2 separate regions of the Mus musculus genome follow, and region 1 is linked to region 2. A link is a contact called in public promoter capture Hi-C data. All regions are on one chromosome and are shown on one strand. Each heading gives the region's core, a stretch centred on a gene start, on an enhancer-like site or on the middle of the called end of the contact. The rest is flanking DNA. Distances are from core to core; before and after follow the strand shown.

Region 1 (4,594 bases), core at 1,588-4,087, 120 kb before region 2:
CATGCTTTCTCTTCTCCATGGCCCGGCTTATGAAGCTGAAACCACCACCACAATATACGAGGTGCCCGGCAGGGAGTAGGCTCTGGCTGTGCACCCAGCCTGCCCTTGCTGTTCTCTTGACGCCAGTGCCAATCAGCAGGACCTGGCCCTCTCAGCCTGGGGTTAGCACGGACAATAAACAAGTTGGTTTAGGTCAGAAGCCTGGAGAGACTCGAGTTCCTGACCAGGAGGGAGCGTCCCCTGCTCTCCTGCATGCGGTGGGTAGCTCTGGGAACTAGATGAAGTCATCTTGTTTAACAAGAAGCCATCGTGTCTCAGGGGAGAGCCAGTGTGAGGACAAACATCAGTAAACCAGGCTCCCCAAGCAGAACAGCTGAGCGACGTTCAGCACGCGTGGGTAGATAACATCCCATAGCATTTCACAGCCGTCACAACAAAAAAGACCTTGTTAATACAACAGTCTATGACATCAGCTTTTTATGCACTCTGGTAACCTTTCTAATGTGAAAATTTAGTCCATTTACACCACTTATATTTAATGTAATTTCCATATGTTTGGAATTAAATCTATAATCTTACTATTTATTTGTCTCACCTATTCTGTATTTTTCCTTCTTCATCCTCAACTTTGTTCATATTAGACTTTTTTTATTATTCTACTTTCTGCCTGTTAGCTTATCATACACAACTTCCTCTCTTTTTAAGTTACCTTGACATATTACTGTCTAACAGGTTAGTTCTTTTCCTACTTCTTTGGCAGGGCAAGAGCACAGGATTCTCAACTCCATCCAGCCCCGCCCCCAACACGGCACATCTCATTCCTATTCCCCCTCCCTTACTTTAACTCCACTATTCTACCCCATGTTCCTGTGTCTAACAACGGGAGCAGCTGGACCACTTCTGAATCTGTGTTGGGTTTCCCCACTCCTGGTCCCAAATCCTGTACCCCTGCATATCTGTGGCTGTGTTTGCAACTCATCCTTTGCAGCACCCTTCGGGGCTCCTGTTGAAGGCAGGGGATGTCAGGCTCCTTCTTCTTGACTCTGAATTTCAATATCTGTCTTCCTAGAACTTGAAGCCACTGAACGTTCGCCTCGCTTCTCAGCCTCTGACTGCCAGCCTCTGCTCCCACTCTTCTTCCTTGGCCTGTGCCATTTCTGCACCAGCAAATGTGAGCGGGCAGGAAAGACAACGTGAAATGACAGGGTACAATCCCAGCACATCTGTCTCCCTGGGAACTCAGCCTTATCCTGGTAGCCCTAAGCTCCAATCCAGTCTACACGCACAGTAAGGCTGCAAAAAGCTCCCTTGAGTTAGGCAAGTGGTAAATGCCTGAAAGGAAGTTATGACAGCCACAGGCACAGTCACCTCAGTGTATGTGGAGTCCTGGCTGGCTTGTCAGCTCTTCAATGACTTGAAGCATTAAATGTACCCTACCTACCAAACCCCACCATGTTGAAATTTAACTTCTGTTGTGTGACACCATGAGCCAATGTTTCTGTTCCTAGCTGGTACTTATTTCACAGGAGTTTGTCTTCACGCCGTATCTTATGAACAGACAATGCCTTCTCCCGAGGAGTAGGTTTGTCGTGGTGGGAGTCTGCCTCCCTCTTCCTCTCTCTTGCCCTCTACTGACCTTCCAGCTATGCCCTGCCTTCTACCATGCCGTGAAGCAGTAAAAAAGACCTCTGCCAGAGGCTGGCACTTTAGTATCAGCTCCCAGCCTCCAACCCATGAGTCGGCGGATCTCGCTCAGGATCAGTACCCATCCTCAGGTAATGAATGGTCCAACAGAAAACAGACCAAGGCAGACGCTTTAGTCTGATAGAAGCCAAATTTGTTTTAGTCCAGATGTGAAAACACTTTTCCAATAAGTAATCGTAACAACCGTGCAGTATCCTATTTCCTGGCTGCACCAGACTTCATTCCTTATAGTTGTATTTTAAGTTGTTTAGAAAAGAGAAAACTGAAACAACCAGGCTATGATCACCTATCTTATATTTATTCATATTTAAAGCCTTAGGATAATTTTCTGGATATGGAATTGCCGAGTCCAAAGATAAGCACAGTTTTAAGCATGGTCCTACTTACCATCCGAACTGCCCTCCAAAAAGGCTCTATCACTTTATGCCATCGGTAACACCTCTGTTTTCTCTGCAGAGGACTCTTGGTGTTCCCATTTAGAAATAAAAGGAGAAGCCGGGCGTGGTGGCGCACGCCTTTAATCCCAGCACTTGGGAGGCAGAGGCAGAGGCAGGTGAATTTCTGAGTTTGAGGCCAGCCTGGTCTACAGAGTGAGTTCCAGGACAGCCAGGGCTACACAGAGAAACCCTGTCTCGAAAAACCAAAAAAAAAAAAAAGAAGAAGAAGAAGAAGAAAGAAAAGAAGAGAAGAGAAGAGAAGAGAAGAGAAGAGAAGAGAAGAGAAGAGAAGAGAAGAGAAGAGAAGAGAAGAGAAGAGAAGAGAAGAGAAGAGGCTTGGTGGGCCAAGTGTTTGCTGTGTACGCCTGACAATCTGCATTCGATCCCTAACATCACGGCAGGAGAGGATATACTCCTGAGACTCTGTGACCTCTGTACACACACAGTGCCACATACGTGCCCACACTCACCTCCCTCCCAACTTCCTCTCCACCCCAAAATAAAAATCTGTTAGCTTAAGAGTTGAGAGACACCGATAACAGAAAAGAACAGGAGGCTTTTTGTGCGTCCAATGAGTAAGCCAACTACAGAACATAAACAGAAATTTGACAGGCATCAGACGTGGCACAGTGAGACACCAGCACAACACAGCCACCATGACGCAGCAAGCATGACTCAAAAGTTTCAGTTGCTCAAAAATGTAGTCTGTGAATAATATTCTGCAAGTTTCTCTTCCCAGCTCATGTGAGTCACTTACTGAATGGTCTGTAAGCCACAAAGTATGTATCTGACAAGGAACTAAGACCATCAGGCAGGTCATGAGGGAGTTGGTTCCCATCCCCTCTGCCAGCCCAGTCTCTGTGAGAGAGGGGATCCTCACCATCTACTTGGAGGAGCTGGACACAGGATAAGCAACTGCCAGTCGCAAACACAAAGTAGAAGAGTCCGCCTCATCACAGGGCGTTAGAGCATATTTTTTTCTGGATTTATGAAAAAAATCTTCATCACAAAAGAAAACATTTTTAAGAATTACATCCAATGAGAAGGCCAACAGGAATACAGCTTGGTGGTAGAGCTTAGAACACTCAGGACTCCAAGCTCAATCCATAATGCCACAAAAACAAACACCAGAAAAGGGCAGGATTTGAAATTCCACGTATTTAAAAAATAAAAATAAAAGGCTTGATGGTTTAAAAAATGGAAAAGGAGTTGCTATATCAAATGCTAACAACTAATGTGTTTTTAACACACATGCATTGAATACCTAACTGTGTGCCAGGGTGAGACACCAGAAACACAGTTTCCCTCTGCCCTGGGCACCACAGATGTGCTGAACAAAAAGTAAAAATCTCTGCTCTCCTGGTGCTTGCGTTCTGGTAGAAGAGAAGATAATATCAAAGATAAAGAAACAGATTAACCCTGTGATATCAGGTAGATACTACAGGTTATGAGTTCAAACAAAGGCAAGAAGCTAGAGAGTGAGAAGCAGGCCAGACAGAGTCAGGGAAGGGCTGACTGAGCAGGGGCCTGAGGAGAAGGAAGGCAGAAGCCACGTGCCACCTCAGGACAAGCACTGACAGTAAGCAAAGGCCCTGAGACCAGTGACCTCAGAAGGCTCAGGAAGAAAAGCCCAGCAAGCAACAGGGAGAAGGTTGTGGTAAGGTCACAGAAGAGGCTGGGACTGTCCTGCAGGACTCCGTGGGTGGTGATGACAGTGTGTCCTGGCAGGAAGCCATGGATCCTGAGTAGGCAATGGCAGATAGGATGGGCCACGGGGTTCAGTCTGGCTCCGCATGGGGAAGATTTCAGATGAGGTTTGGTTTTAGCACTGAGGGCTTCTATCTTTCTCTGCTCCCTTTCAGGACAGAGGAAACAGGCAATGTGACTCTAGACCAGTGGTTCTCAACCTTCCCGGTGCTGTGACCCTTTAATACAGTTGCTCATGTCATGGTGACCCCAGCCATAAAATTATTTCATTGCTACTTCATAACTGTAAGTTTGCTACTGTGATAAACTGTAGTGTAAATATCTACTATGCAGGATATCTGATATGTGACCCCTGTGAAAGGATTGTTTGACCCCAGTTGGTCACGACCCACAGGTTGAGAACCATGGCGCTAACCACTGCCCCATCTCATAAAACTGTCCACAAGCATAGGTAAATTTTACAGTGTATAAATTCTAACAGGTTACAATCTCTGCATGGCACATATTAAAACACTGCATACTGCTTTTGAAATGAATAAACAATCTTCGAGGCTACATCAAAAATGGGCTTGAGCTAAATTCCTGCCGTCAGGCTTCTCAATGGCCATCCTCCAGGCTTCTCGTGTGCAGACCTCCCTGCTGCTCTGGGCCTCCACAAGCAACCAAAAGACAAGAATACCAGAGCACAGCCTAAAGGGAGATGGAAACATTTGTCTAGATTCACTGCTAGGGTTTCCCAGGGCCAG
Region 2 (4,038 bases), core at 656-3,155:
GTCGGTAATAATTAACTATGATTGGGTGAATATCTTCAGGAGTCTACCAGCACCTGTCCCTGAATTTGCCCATAGCGGGTTCTGGGCCTGCCTTGGCTTCACCAAGCACAGAAAAGTCACTTCTAAGTCAACACTTGACCCAACCCAGATTACAGGCTCAAAAGAACTTAAGTCAGGAGTCAGAAAAATCATTTGGCATAATAAGTTCCTAATTTGACCGATGAGAAAACTGAGGTTCCTAAGGAAGAGGTCCTACTAAAATCCTCCATTTGGTTTTGTCTTTTCTTTCTTTCTTCCTTCCTTCCTTTCTTAGAGAGACTGTGATAGTTCAAAATATGCCTTCCGTTGCTTAGAAAAAATTACTAGATACTAATGTACAATAAAATTTTGACATTTCACACGACTTTCATCAGAAACATATAGAAGCAAAATTATGTAATGTAAGCTTTCTACATACACATCTCCTTCTCAAACATGCCTATTTGGTTTAAATTGGATGCTTCCAGGCATCAGTTCAGACTGACAGGCGAGTCCCAATCAACTACAGAGATACTGAGACATTAAGGAACTCTTAAGGAAGTTCCATGAAGTTCTAGAATCCCTACAGAGCCGGTGGCAGAGACACCGGTACCACAGACCTGACCTCAGCATGCCCGCGGTCAGCACACTGGTGCGGTGGAACTCACCCTTCCCGCTGCCGGTCTTGGACACACCATAGTCTCGAGGGCTCCGGGGCCGAAGGAGATCGTGGGCACGTGGTGGTGGCACCGGTAGCCGAGGCAGCAGGTCTAGCGGGTTCCCGTCCCCGCAGCCGCCACCACTCACAGCAATCCTGAAGGCCATGTGCGCTCCCAGGCTGACAGGCCCGCGGCCCTGGCCAGGAGCACCAGGGGCCTCCTTTGGCCTCTTGTCCGAAAGTGCCTCGGCCACCTCGCAATGCATGGCGCCGGGGCGGGGCGCACGGCTGGGGGTCGCGCCAGGCTCCTGCGGAGGGAAGAAAGCACCGAGCTTTAGAAAGCGGGAAACTCCATCCCTAGATCACAGTTTGGGCAGTCACGTTCTATTTAGTCCTGATCTCAAAAAAAAAAAAAAAGTTAGCGTCACCACACCGACCCCATTCCCTGAGCCACCTGACCCCGCGCACCGTGGTCGTCCCGCTTTCGCTGCCGTCGCCCTAGGCCCGCACGTTCCGGAGAATCCCCTGCGCCCTCCCACCCTAATCCGCTTCCACCCAGGGTCAGCCCTCTTCAGACGAATGGCAAAACTAAGACCAAGGATAGGATGGGAGTTCCCTAAAGGGACAGGGAGAGGGCAGTAAACTAGGATGGGATGGGAGTTCCTGTCCGGAATTCCCTAAAGGGACAGGGAGAGGGCAGCAGCCTGACTCCCAGAGCAGGGTCACAGGGGAGCAGGGAAAGACTCAGATGGGTCCCTGGCTGCGCACCTCTAGGTGCCCCGGGGCGGGCTGAGCAGAGCCCAGGCACTGAACACGCACCGCCGCCGGGTGCAGACGCAGAATTTCCGCGAGCCCCGCCACTAGCCAGACACCGGGCTGAGGATGAGCGCGCACGCCCACTGCGCGAGCCCACAAAGCGCACTCGAGAGCCGTAAATCCAGGAGCCCCGGCGCCCGGGAGCCCGCACAGCCAGAGTCGCCCACGCACGCCGGCTCGCACGCACACTCGCGACCCGTCGATGCGCCCTCCGAGACCAGCCATGCCACACACCCCATTCACCGGCTCACACTCCGCTCCGCCGGCAGCCGCAAGTCTCACGCCGGAGCCTCAGCATCATTTCCAGCATCATTCCCGCGAGAGCGAGGCCTCAGGGCCCCCAAATTCGCCTCGCCCCTCGGCGAGCCCCGCGCCACCCCAGAGCTCCCGGATTCGGACGCCACTGGGTCCCCGGCGCCGGCCGCGCCCCTTCTCACCTCGCCGCGGGCGCAGCGGCTCGCGGGGCACACAGCACGGCGCGCCTCCTCTGGCGCCGCAGCCCCCGCAGCCGCCGCCGCCACCGCCACGGCCGCCGCGTCCTACGGGGCGACACCCCGGGGGCGGGGCGGCCCGCTGCTGCCCACAGCCGCTCGGGCCGCGACTCTTGGGGGCTGCCGGACCAAGCCAATGGCGGCTCGAGGGCGTGCCGCTCGCCTGGGGGCCTGGGCGGGGCGGCGCGCGCCCAGGCTGAGGTTTTGACAGCGGCCGGAGCCCTGCACGCCGGCTGCCGGGACGCCGCCGGACTCTGCGGCTGCCAGAGGAGGAGGCCAGCCGAAGGCAGAGCCAGCACAACCCGGCTTCCTCTGCTCCCCGGCGGGATTCTGCTCCTCCCCGGGTCGCGTTTTCTCCCGGGTAAATGGGAATGGCGGTACCTGCTAAGCGGAGGTAACAAATACAGAAGTGCTTGACAAGTTGTTTTGGTTTTGCAGACTCTAACCAGCTCACTTCAAGTGGCACAGATTTCACTGCAAGTCATAGCAAAGCTGGCCTTTGTCATCTGAACCCAGGCCTCAGCCCACTTTCTCACTTTACTTTCGTGTTGTTTTCTAGAAAGGGTTCATCCAGACGAGAGAGGAGCTCCGCGTTCTCCTGTACCCATTCCTTGCCATGTCCTCCGCGCTCCAGGCAGCAGGGTCTCAACTGTAGGAAGAGCCCTTGATGAGGCTTCATAGTGACTAGAAGCAATGGGTCAGCCCCCATCCCTGAAGCGTGCAAAATGGGGTGTTCGTTCATGTCTCTGACCGATTTTCTGGGGTCTACTGAAGGATCTAGGGTAGCCCCAAAATGTCTCTGCATGCTGTCAACATCTCCCACTATGCACAAAATGTTTGAGAATAGAGGACCTTAGTCTTAAACTGTGGAAGTGTGTTTCTGCAACCGGCCTGGTTCACAGACTGGGGTTCCACACAGGAAGACAACCCAAGCAGTTTCCCAGCATCTTAACAAAACAAAGATTTTTTTTTTCCAGTCACAAAAAGTTAAGATTTGCCAGGCATGCTGGCACACGCCTTTAATCCCAGCAGGCGGATTTCTGAGTTCGAGGCCAGCCTGGTCTACAAAGTGAGTTCCAGGACAGCCAGGGCTATACAGAGAAACCCTGTCTCGGAAGAAAAAAAAAAGTTTTTTAAAAAAAGATTTAATTTCCTATACCTTATTTGTTTGGAGACTTAGAAACAGCAGAAGGAATTGGAAGTACCTTGACATTTTACTTAACACCACCCCCACATTCATGGCCAGAAGCAACAAGGTAGGTAGGGTGTGGCAGCGCAGGCTTCCGACTCCCACGCCAGTGTCTTCCTCCCATTATTACCAAGAGCAGGTGTCAGCCGACCTGTGCAGGCGATGAGCTGTTATGGGCATCTCAGAGGCCTTGCCTCTTTCTGGAGACTTGTCATTGAGGACTGTCACTTTAGGGCAGAGTGGATATGAGTAGAAAGGAGGAAACTGACCAACTGCCCGCCCAGAACTTGAACCTCCCCCTCCCACCCCACCCTCAATTCTAAAGTGTGGACCCTGGCTCTGGCCAACAGGTCTGTGGCTTTAGACAAATAGCCCTACTTAGTTTCTGCCTCATGCGTCAAAGAAGCAAGAAAGCTGGAAGGTCTAGCTTTGCTATTATGCCCGTCTGTAAGGCCAGGAGCTGAGCGCTCTGCTCTGCTCTGCTCTCCCCGGCATGTGCGCACTCACACACACACACACACACACAGCACTGTACATTTAGTTCAGACTGGAAACAGTTGCCAAATGAGTCACTTAAATAACAGGACAAGCAGGCAAAAGCTCTCCAAATTTCCCAACAGCAACAAACTCATTTACTTATTCTTCACTGCTTTGCTACCTTTGACCAGCCCTTGTGTTTGAAGCTACTAGGGACCTTGTGAGTGTTCACAGGTCTGCTACAGCAGGTAGCCAGGCAAAGTAGTAAGCTGCCTGAACTCTCCATTCAATGGGCCTCTCCAACACTGTGTGCAGCAGGATGATTTTGTGAATGTGCAAGCCTGGTATGCTTGTGCAGTTTTCCTAGAAGGAAGGAAAAGGACCCGTTT

The links. Promoter capture Hi-C pulls out the DNA fragments that hold promoters and counts their contacts.
Region 1: a promoter capture Hi-C map of cancer-associated fibroblasts shows a contact between it and region 2, with 5 times the contacts expected there. The contact joins the enhancer-like site here to the promoter of Glis1 in region 2. A contact is called at or near these places in 7 of 39 promoter capture datasets (the 3T3-L1 cell line, cancer-associated fibroblasts, cranial neural crest and 3 more), 3 of 115 datasets of contacts at active chromatin or transcription factors (the NIH/3T3 cell line, astrocytes and kidney) and 1 of 9 other capture datasets (liver).

What each region holds. Positions count from the first base shown.
Region 1 is chr4:107,552,159-107,556,752 of GRCm38.p6, reverse strand. All of the region lies in intron 2 of Glis1 (GLIS family zinc finger 1), which reads right to left. Among named protein-coding and RNA genes, the nearest start is that of 4930552P06Rik, 43 kb to the left of the region's middle. Within about 2 kb of position 2,837, at least 55 of the 459 cell types and tissues checked have an H3K27ac peak or open chromatin away from gene starts, as enhancers often do. A contact at or near this core is called in the NIH/3T3 cell line and cancer-associated fibroblasts, where this site is marked.
Region 2 is chr4:107,432,586-107,436,623 of GRCm38.p6, reverse strand. Glis1 (GLIS family zinc finger 1) reads right to left here and starts at 1,905. Exons shown (of 11, transcript NM_147221.2): 1 at 1,727-1,905; 2 at 687-984. The coding sequence starts at 942. Gm46866 (Holliday junction resolvase MOC1, chloroplastic-like) reads left to right here and starts at 1,369. Exons shown (of 2, transcript XM_030253946.1): 1 at 1,369-2,344; 2 at 2,543-2,847. The coding sequence starts at 1,559. The coding sequence ends at 2,191.